3 separate regions of the Zea mays genome follow, and regions 1 and 3 are each linked to region 2. A link is a contact called in public Hi-C data. All regions are on one chromosome and are shown on one strand. The core of a region is the stretch at or near the end of the contact, and the rest is flanking DNA. Distances in the headings are between cores, read along the strand shown.

What was found. Hi-C and Micro-C count contacts between places; a contact is called where the count stands out from the background.
Region 1: a Hi-C map of ear shows a contact between it and region 2, with 2.7 times the contacts expected there. The contact joins the promoter of LOC100501686 here to the promoter of LOC103638587 in region 2. A contact is called at or near these places in 2 of 25 Hi-C or Micro-C datasets (ear and leaf).
Region 3: a Hi-C map of bundle sheath shows a contact between it and region 2, with 2.5 times the contacts expected there. The contact joins the promoter of LOC103638580 here to the promoter of LOC103638587 in region 2. A contact is called at or near these places in 5 of 25 Hi-C or Micro-C datasets (bundle sheath, ear, leaf and 1 more).

The regions. Positions count from the first base shown.
Region 1 is chr9:79,410,984-79,414,041 of Zm-B73-REFERENCE-NAM-5.0, reverse strand. LOC100501686 (Amino acid permease 6) reads left to right here and starts at 1,669. Exons shown (of 6, transcript NM_001362815.1): 1 at 1,669-1,895. The coding sequence starts at 1,766.
Region 2 is chr9:79,775,043-79,778,165 of Zm-B73-REFERENCE-NAM-5.0, reverse strand. LOC103638587 (ABC transporter G family member 42) reads right to left here and starts at 1,757. Exons shown (of 21, transcript XM_008661458.3): 1 at 850-1,757; 2 at 1-18. The coding sequence starts at 1,265.
Region 3 is chr9:79,296,752-79,299,710 of Zm-B73-REFERENCE-NAM-5.0, reverse strand. LOC103638580 (thaumatin-like protein 1b) reads right to left here and starts at 1,403. Exons shown (of 3, transcript XM_008661453.4): 1 at 1,073-1,403; 2 at 240-954. The coding sequence starts at 1,124.

The DNA of each region.
Region 1 (3,058 bases), core at 420-2,919, 360 kb after region 2:
GGTACTCAATTTTGATCTTTGGATCACTTGAGAGGGGTTGAGTGTAACCCTTGAACGAAGGAGGTCGCCACAACATGGAGTAGGCTTTGGCCGAACCACGGAAAAAATCGTTGTATATCTTGTCCATTTACTTTATTGCAATTTCCATCTTCCTTTGAGCATAAAACTTCACTTACATATTGCTCCTAGTTTAATACACATCTCAAGTGAGCAATCAGGCGAAGAGTCTTTCTTTCTATCCTCGTCTTATCCGAACTTGATTTTTAGTCACTCTAACTCATAATTTGGACCAAGGTTGTGTTGTTTTTAGCTAGTTTTGTAGGATCACATATTCACCCCTCTAGGTGCTCTCAAGAGCGACCTACCAAGCTACTATTGAGCAACCGTGCGAGGTGGAACGATCGACCAACTCCTGACCGAGTAACTTGGTGAGGTGGAGGTCCCAGTCCGGTACTGCTGACCCACGTCAGCTGCTACAAGACATGTCATCCCTGAGCTACGTCTGGACATACGTGTGGCACACCTAAGGCGCGTCGGGAAGTTGCTGTTTGACATAATTGTATGCCCCCACTTACGGTCCCAAATGTACCTCGCTGTCGGGTGGGGTCGGTCAAACCCGGTCGTGGGGGACCTCAGCACCGGGGTCTCTACAGTGACTCGCGTACCGGGAGGGACACGACGATATGCCACACTGTGTGTATGCCTACACACGACGGAGGGTGACACAAGGATTATGATGATAAGCAAGGTTGCTCCATGCGCGACCGCCCCATGAGACTGACCGACGGGACCCGCCATGCACTACTATGAGGTCATCAGTGCCATACTCGCTACAGGACACGCATGACGGGCGAGCGGAGCGGTACACCATACCAGGAGTACGCTACGCACGACCCTACGGACGACATAAGAGGGACTACGCCACCCAAGGGGAACATGCATCACACTCTCATCAATAGAATACAAGTCCTCTCTTTAAGGTTCTACCCTTGAGGGCTAGACCCCCTCCTTCTACACACGCGCACCAGTTGTAACACGCGCCAAGGCAATACTACGATCAACACTATACCGGACTAGGGCACAAGACTAAACCAGTATAAACCCTCTGTCTCAATCCCCATGTTCGAGTCCCAACGATTTACCATTCCAGTGAATCTGCGTCCCCCACCGAACACAAATCTTATTATCCTTCTAGTTTCTGAAACCACGACAATATCTGATCCAATTATACCACTAGTGTATGGGTCATTGTAATCCACAGGGAGAGTCATGAGCAGTGCATAATACGTTTATACAGTGCTTTCAACAAAGTGAGATTCTTTGGCTGCACTTTTCTAATAATAGTAATTGCCATTTACTTACTATAGCCGTACTTTGACTCCTCACGCACGTTGACGGCATGGCAGTTGGCAGGAGCCGATAGCTGAGACCCGTGATTGTGCTTCCAAATCCAGGCCGCGGGCCAGGTTGCACGTGTTTTATTGACAGCTTTCTTTTCCACGTTCAAATCTGGCTCGAACTACTCGACTGTGCCGCGTTGTGTCCGGTGTGCCGTGTGCCCATGGCAGCCCTGTGCTGCGTTGCATTGCACGCTCCTAATCGCGTTGCCACACTACTCCCGCGTCTATAAAAATCTGCCGCGGCCCCTCTGGCCCTCCGCGCGCCGGCCGCCCTACTCGAGCGGGCTTTCTTCTTCGAGTCAATAGGAACCAAAATCCCCCAACCGCCCCAGCGCACGGCCCGGCCGTCTCAGGCGTCCGCGGAGATGACGCAGCAGGACGTGGAGATGGCGGCGCGCCACGGGACCGGCGCCGACGGAGCGGGATTCTACCCTCAGCCGCGGAACGGCGCCGGCGGCGAGACGCTCGACGACGACGGCAAGAAGAAGCGCACGGGTACGTATGATCGAACAACGGATCTCTAGCCCCGCCGCCGGCCGTCTCTTCTCTTCGGCCCTCCTTTGTTCTGCTGCCTTCGCTGGGAAAAATATTATTGTGGGGCAGTCCGACGTCCATACGGGGCTTGGTCACATCGAAGCTTTTCGGCTTCTGATTCGAAGTGACCGATAATAGAGCCTGAGCGCAGTTCTTCTTGTTTGGTCTGGAATACTTGATGTTCTCGCAATATATGGATTTGCATGGACGGATTTAGGCTGGTATCAAACTATACAAACCATTTCGTAGAACACCGTTAGAGCATATACAAAATCTAGAGACTTCAGCTCGATTTTCCGAAACTAAGAAATTGCATGATACAACTTTAATCTCCTAAATCAAATCATAAGTATAGTAAAAAAAGGACACAATATACAGAGATAGTCCTGTAGAGACGGATTATTTATAAAAGAACCCGTTTTTTACATAACTTTTTAGAGACCACTTAAAAGATATCTCATTTAATTGGTTTGTACATCCCGAAGTTAGGAAAAAAACATATTGACCTCAGCTACGACCAAATTTACCATGGGCGGTGTAGTATATATCATCTGCCTTGTAATCACATCAGCCATAATGATAAGAAAGTGGCTCAAAACTTCGGTGGCATCGACGGGAGTAGAATCAGCAGGCGTGGCAAAGGAATGTGGCGTACGCCGTTCGCGGAATCATGACGTGCGCAGGACCCAGCCAGAAGCCAGAGGGGGACGACGGCAGCTGTGGCATCGTTGCCTGATTAGCTCGTATTTGTCTTGTTGTGCACCCTGAGCAGGGCCGTTCCTGACTTTTCAGGGGCCCAGTGCGAAATCCGATATCGAGACCCATCCACACACAAATATATATATATATATATATATATATTATGCACTATTTTAAAGTTTACAAGATAATAAATGTAAAATATAGCAAAAAACATTTGTTATCTGATATTATTAAAAATATCTTTTAACATTTTGTGATACAAAGTCATCTCTTATATCATTGAGATCAATCTCATCCAACAACTTTTTTTCGATATATAGAATCAGCAAGCCATTTAACATCTCTTGAGTTATTGTTGATCAAAAATGGTTCACAAAAACATTTCAATTTTAAAAAGCTTCTCTCTGCCAAAGCAACTATCA
Region 2 (3,123 bases), core at 508-3,007:
GGCAGCTCGATGCCCACCCTGCATCACATGCATGCATGTCTTCGTATTGGTATTGCTATTTTTTTTTCAATTCCTCATCAGCTGCTCTCGCGCGCGGCATGCATACCATACCATGCTTCAAATAATTTTTATAAATATAGAAATGAGAATAATGATTGGGCTCTTGTTGCTTTGATTCCTGTTGGAGTAAGTTAGCTGCTCATCTCTGGGGTTCGATGTGTGAACTTCAAATGGATTTGTTCAACTGCAATGGCCTCTCATGACGCACGCACCCTCAAAAATTTGCAAGGGAAACACTATGGATAATGGGGGGCAGGAAAGACAGGTTCATCTGCTCTTGGAGTGACCCCTATCAGTCAACCGATCAAAGTCATATTCAGAGGCCTGTATTATGATGGGGATTCGAAGCAGGGAACCGTATTCTAGCTAGCTAGCCAACAATCGACGCGAGCTGAGGGAAAAACATAAGAAAAGAAAAAGGTAGTTTCTTTCTCAAAACATGGTCAAAAGTAGTTTGAAAAAAAAAACGAAAATTGTGTTCATTTCTTGTATCCGAAAATTTGTACATGTTCCTGGTTTTGTGCACGTTTGCAAAGGTGCTCGATATGACGATATGTCCTACACTTTTGGAAGTACTAGAAGCTGAAGTTTCGTCTGGAATCAATTGTTTGGGCACCTCCTGAAGCTAAGATAAAGCGATAACGCTTGTGCTTCCGGCCACAGAAACCAGCATGCAGATTCATCTCTCACCCTGCCTCTTTTGTGTGTGTGTGTCGGCCGGAGCTAGCACTGGGCAAATTAAAGAAAACAAACAGAAGCAGGCGCGCGGCGAGCGTGTTTGTTGCGCACCTGTCGATGCGGTTGCGGAGCTTCTGGAGGAACCGCTGGTTGTCCTCCTCGGCGACGCGGAAGACGCGCTCGATGAACTCCTGGCGCTCGCCAACGCCGAGCTTCCTCACGTCCACCTCCTTGAACCGCTGCTGCTTGCCGCCGTCGTCGTCGTCGTTAACCCCGCCCACGGCGGCGGCCTCCGACAGGATGGCGGTGCGCACGCGGCTGTAGGTGGGGAGGCGCTCGATGGCGGCCCATCGCAGCGCCTCCTCGTCGTCGTCGACGCGGCCGCCGCGGCTGCTTGTCCGGGACCGGGAGCCGTGCTGCGGCATGAAGACGTCGTCGACGCCCCACGCCTCCATGCCCATGCCGCGGCCGATGCTCCGGCTCATCCGCCGCCCCGACTCCCACACCTTCTCCATCGCGCTCTCCATCGCGTGTGTGACTGTGTGTGTGTCTATATATGTGCGCGCCTGTCTCTTGTCTACCGGCCGGTGTCGCTTGATCGGTCCAGGCCGGGCAGGCAGCACCCGGCTCCCGGCAGGTGGTCGTCACGCCGCTCTTGCCTTGCTCAGACGTACTGCGTCCGCGCGCTAGACGCCTGGTGTTGCCGTGCTAGGACGGAGCTCCTCTCAGGCAAGGCCGCAGGCCGGGCGCTGGCTCCTTCTGCGCATGCATGCACGTCAGTGCGGCAGTTGGTGGTGGTGGCGGCGTGCGAGCTGCATGAGTAGCCTGGATTGGAAGGGAGGAGAGAGGGGGGTGAGAGGAGTGAGCCCGGAGGTGGAGTTTATATATATGCGCTGCTGCGGGTGGCGCGCGGGGCGGGGAAATGGCCAACTGAAATTTCCAATTGTTTTTACCAGGCCTAGGTCGCGTCTAGGAGCTACGCTGTGCTCTGGTTGGGTTGGTGGGGACTGGGGGGCGGCGGCGAAGCCCTTTTGGCTTTCGCAAGGAAGCAGGGACCGGAGGACGACTCGCGGGGGCATTTTAGCGGCGCTGCACGCGGTTGACCCGAGTCGACCGCGGTGGGTGGACACAGCCCCGGCCGGTGCTGAGTGCTGAGTGCTGAGCGCCCCACGCGGTAGGTGGACACACACAGCCGCTGCTGAGCGTGAGCGGTGAGGGCGGCGGATGCGTCGTCCGTGGACGTGGCTGCATCATATCGGCAGATCAGAACCAGATGGCAGCGCATTTTTGCGCTGTGTTGTGTTCATGCGTTGACTGTTGAGTGATGTGTTGCGGGAGCGCTGGTGGCCGGCCAGCCGATCTAGCCGCTGCTACACGTACGGTAGGAGGAGTGCCGTACCGTTCCACTTCTAGCGGTCTAGCTAGTCACTTCGTCTGCATTCCGACTTCCCAGCAGTTCAGTGGTTACGTGTCAGGTTTTGGCGCACATGGCTGCCTCTCATTTCGTTCTGTGTGGTGTGGGCAGGCCGTGTGTTTCATGACGCATCGGCCTCGCTACTCGATGGCCGGCCATTGCAGTTTTGGCGAGTTACTTATGATGGTGAAAACGGTCGGAAACGATTGGTAAACACAAAAACCATTTTCGTTTTCATATTTTTCCTCGGAAACGAGATAAAAAACGGTAACTCTAGAAACGAAAACGATATCGGTAATTCGGAAACATAGGAAACGAAAGTTCGGTACGAAAATTACACCGGTTACGATCGAAATCTAAAAATTCGATCGATAAAAACTGTAACTTGTACCCTCAATTGACTTCAAAAATTCACGTAAGTCATACATTTATATAAAATTAATAATAATATATAAGGTAGCAGGCCACAATAAATATATAAAGTAAGAAATCATAAAACAATAAAATCATTATTATGTATTTAAATAAAGTAGAATCAAGATGTGTATAATGATATGGCACTTACATTCTATTTATACACCTACTACTTGGTATAGTCAATATAATTAGTGTCCTCTTGGTACTTCTTAAGTTCTCATTCAAATTATGAATATATGTATCAAGAGTAATAAGAGGTAAGAAAAAATAAATAAGATTTATAAAAGTTTCAAACGATTCTAAACTATATATCATTAGATAAATCTTGATTTTAGAAAAATAATAAAATTATTTTTATATTTTTCTAAGCTAAGATGAATTTATTATGAATTTATAAAGATCAGTTCAGATTTAATATTTTTTCTGAAAAATACCGAATTTATTACCGACGGTAAAATACCGAATAAAAACGGTAATTTCCGGAAACGGTCGGAACAGACCCAAACCGTTTTCGTTTCCGAGTTTTTCTACCGATTCCGTTTCCATATTTTCGG
Region 3 (2,959 bases), core at 154-2,653, 480 kb after region 2:
TGGAGCCAGCCGTTTTGGTTTCATGTAACTTGGCTCGCATAGGCATGCTTACGCACACGAAATAATAATAATAAAAAGTGAATCTTTTTTTTCTCGCGTGACACTACACTAGTGACGAACAAGAAACTTGTGATTTGATCCCTAATTAATAATAAGTGCTAGGCCGGCTTCAGTCGTTCAGTAGATAGATAGATATATGTCGTATGAAACGTCGTATCTATCGTATGCGCATGTATTACCTGGTCGTGCTGGGGCAGAAGGTGATGGCGTAGGCGGTGTCGCCGGCGCAGGTGAAGGTGGAGGTGGCGTCGTCGTAGGCGTAGCTGTACGCCCGGGGGCACGCGTTCTTGAAGAACTGCGAGTACGCCGACGGCTTGCAGGTGCTGGGGTTCCCGTAGTCGCCGTTGCAGCAGTACTGCGCCGACCCGAACGCCTCGCACGCGCTCTTGCAGGCCACGCCGCCGCCGCCGGAGGACGTCGTCGAAGCCGCCACGCGCAGGTCGGCGGGGCACGCGCCGTTGAGGTCCGCCATGCAGCCGGTGGGCACGCAGCTGCCCCCCGCGGCAGCGGCCGCGCCCTGCGGCGCCACCAGCATCGGCAGGTTGTACCCGTCCACCAGGCTCACGTCGTAGAAGTCCATGCCCCCGCTGCCGTCCATGGTGAACTCGGCCAGCGTGGCCGGCGGGGCGGCCCCGCCGCCGCCGCAGTCCTGCCTGCCCGAGCCGCAGTCGCCGGTCACGCAGGCGAACCGGCCCGTGGCCGCGTCGGTGGAGCAGAGCGTGCGGCCCCACAGCCGGCCCGACCACCCCGACGGCACGCTCAGAGCGCGCGACTCCCCCGGCGCCAGCGCGAAGCCTGTGGTGTCCACCCCCGCGGACCCGGCGCTCGAGAGGATCCCCGGCCACACCGTGTGCTCGCAGTTGTTGGCGATGGTGAACGACTTGGACGCCGCACCTGTTCCATTTCCAACCGGCACCGAACCAAACAGCGCAGCTAGCTAGATTACCAAACATGCATGCATTGGATTGGAATAGAAAGAAACGGATCAGAGACCTGCAGCAGCCTAGCTTACCAATAATTGAGGCAGCGAAGAAGCTGACCAGGGCTAGGTGTGCTCTCGCCATGATATTGCGGGCGGGAGAGAGAGAGCGCTCTCCGCTTCCTCTTGTGCGCCAGGATGGATGGAAACGTGATTTTTGTTGTCAACGGTGTGGGCATGAGCCGCTCATATTTATAACAAAGCGCAAATTGGTACGGGACCCACTACTACACTCCGATTTTTGCTACCGTATTAACTTGAACCAAGCACGCATATGTCAAACAAAAATCAAGATGACCCGTCCACGTCAAGAATGGTGAACAATAGCGAAGTCAATAAATGTTGCACGCAACCTCAACCTTAGCATCAACACATCGACCAATCAAGACAAGTAAGCGATGCTCACGCGGTATATATGTCTCAAGCTAGCTAGTGGTCAAAGACAGGATCATGAAGATAACGAACCGTGATGACATTTTTGAAAGGCTTAGGGTATGTCTCGGAGAAGGGGATTAGAGAGGATGATATTTTTAGAAGGTTTAGGGCATGTTTGGGAGTAGGGGGATTGGAGAGAATTGAGGAGGCTAAAATCGTTTTGCTATTAAATTTTGAATAGCAGGGACGTAGGTTCTTTAGAACTGAACCTCGAGAAACAAATTGTTGTGTCTTGTACTCTTTACTTTCTGCAATTTGTTTTTTCCTCTCTCTATAAGTTCATTCTATAATCTTGACTTGTGATATTGCTATCGTATTAATTCGCAATCAAGAAGAGCATCAAGTGCAAGAACTTCCCTCTCTCCTTACTTTATATTGTTTAAGATTTTGAGCTAACATCTAATTTGGAAGTCAAGTGTGCTTTAAGTTGTGAAATTTCAGGGTGTTGCCTATTCACCCTCTTCTAGACAACTATCAATTGATGTTGGTGCTCGGCGCTTGATTTGAGGGTCTAACAATCTGAAGCGATGTCGGGAGAAGAATCCCAAGGGAAGGAGATGGACAACCATAAGGAGAAGGAAGTGGATAAGACGCAAGATGAAAAGCCCATCGACTCGCACCGCAAGAAGGATGGCAAAAAGAAAAGGATGAAGAAGGTCGTCTACTACAAGACCGACTCATCTACATCTCCATCAACATCAAGTAGCAGCTACTCCACCTCCAAACATCACCAACAAAAGATAGTTAAATATAACTTTAATCGCACTTTATTTAATTATTCTCGCATTCCTTACAATTCAAATACCCAATTATTTTTCATTCCTATTGGTAAACCACCTCACTTTGATGGTGAGAATTATCCATGGTGGAGTCATACGATGAAAAGTCATTTATAATCACTCCACCCAAGTATTTGGGATATTGTTTAAATAGGAATTGTTGGTCACTTGTTCTCAAATGCTATAGATCAAGAACAAGGCAACACAATTGTTAATGGTTAAAGACCTTCATCCTTCGAAGCATCATTTCCTCTCGGATATAATGATCTTCAGATGAAGGTCATGAAGGATATACCTTCTGTTGGCCCTTGTTCAAAGATGCTATACATCAAGAACAAAGCAACACAATTGTTAATGATAAAAAACTTTCGTCCTTCGAAACATTATCTCCTTTCGGGTATAATGATCCTCAGACGAAGGGCATGAAGGGCATACCTTCATCATCTCAGTAAACAAATACAAATGAAGGTGCATAAAATACGAAAGAATGTAAATAATGATGACATATAGACAAATTATTAACATTCTCATTTCATAAACGTGAGTAAATATTCACAATATTTATATTACATTGATACATTCGGCTTGTCAGAAGGTGAAAATGTGAGAGTGACGCGAGAGCGATTACAATGCAGCGTGAACAGTACATCGGTACTGTTCATCTATTTATAGGCACAGGACGCAACCCAGACAAAATTACATCCAT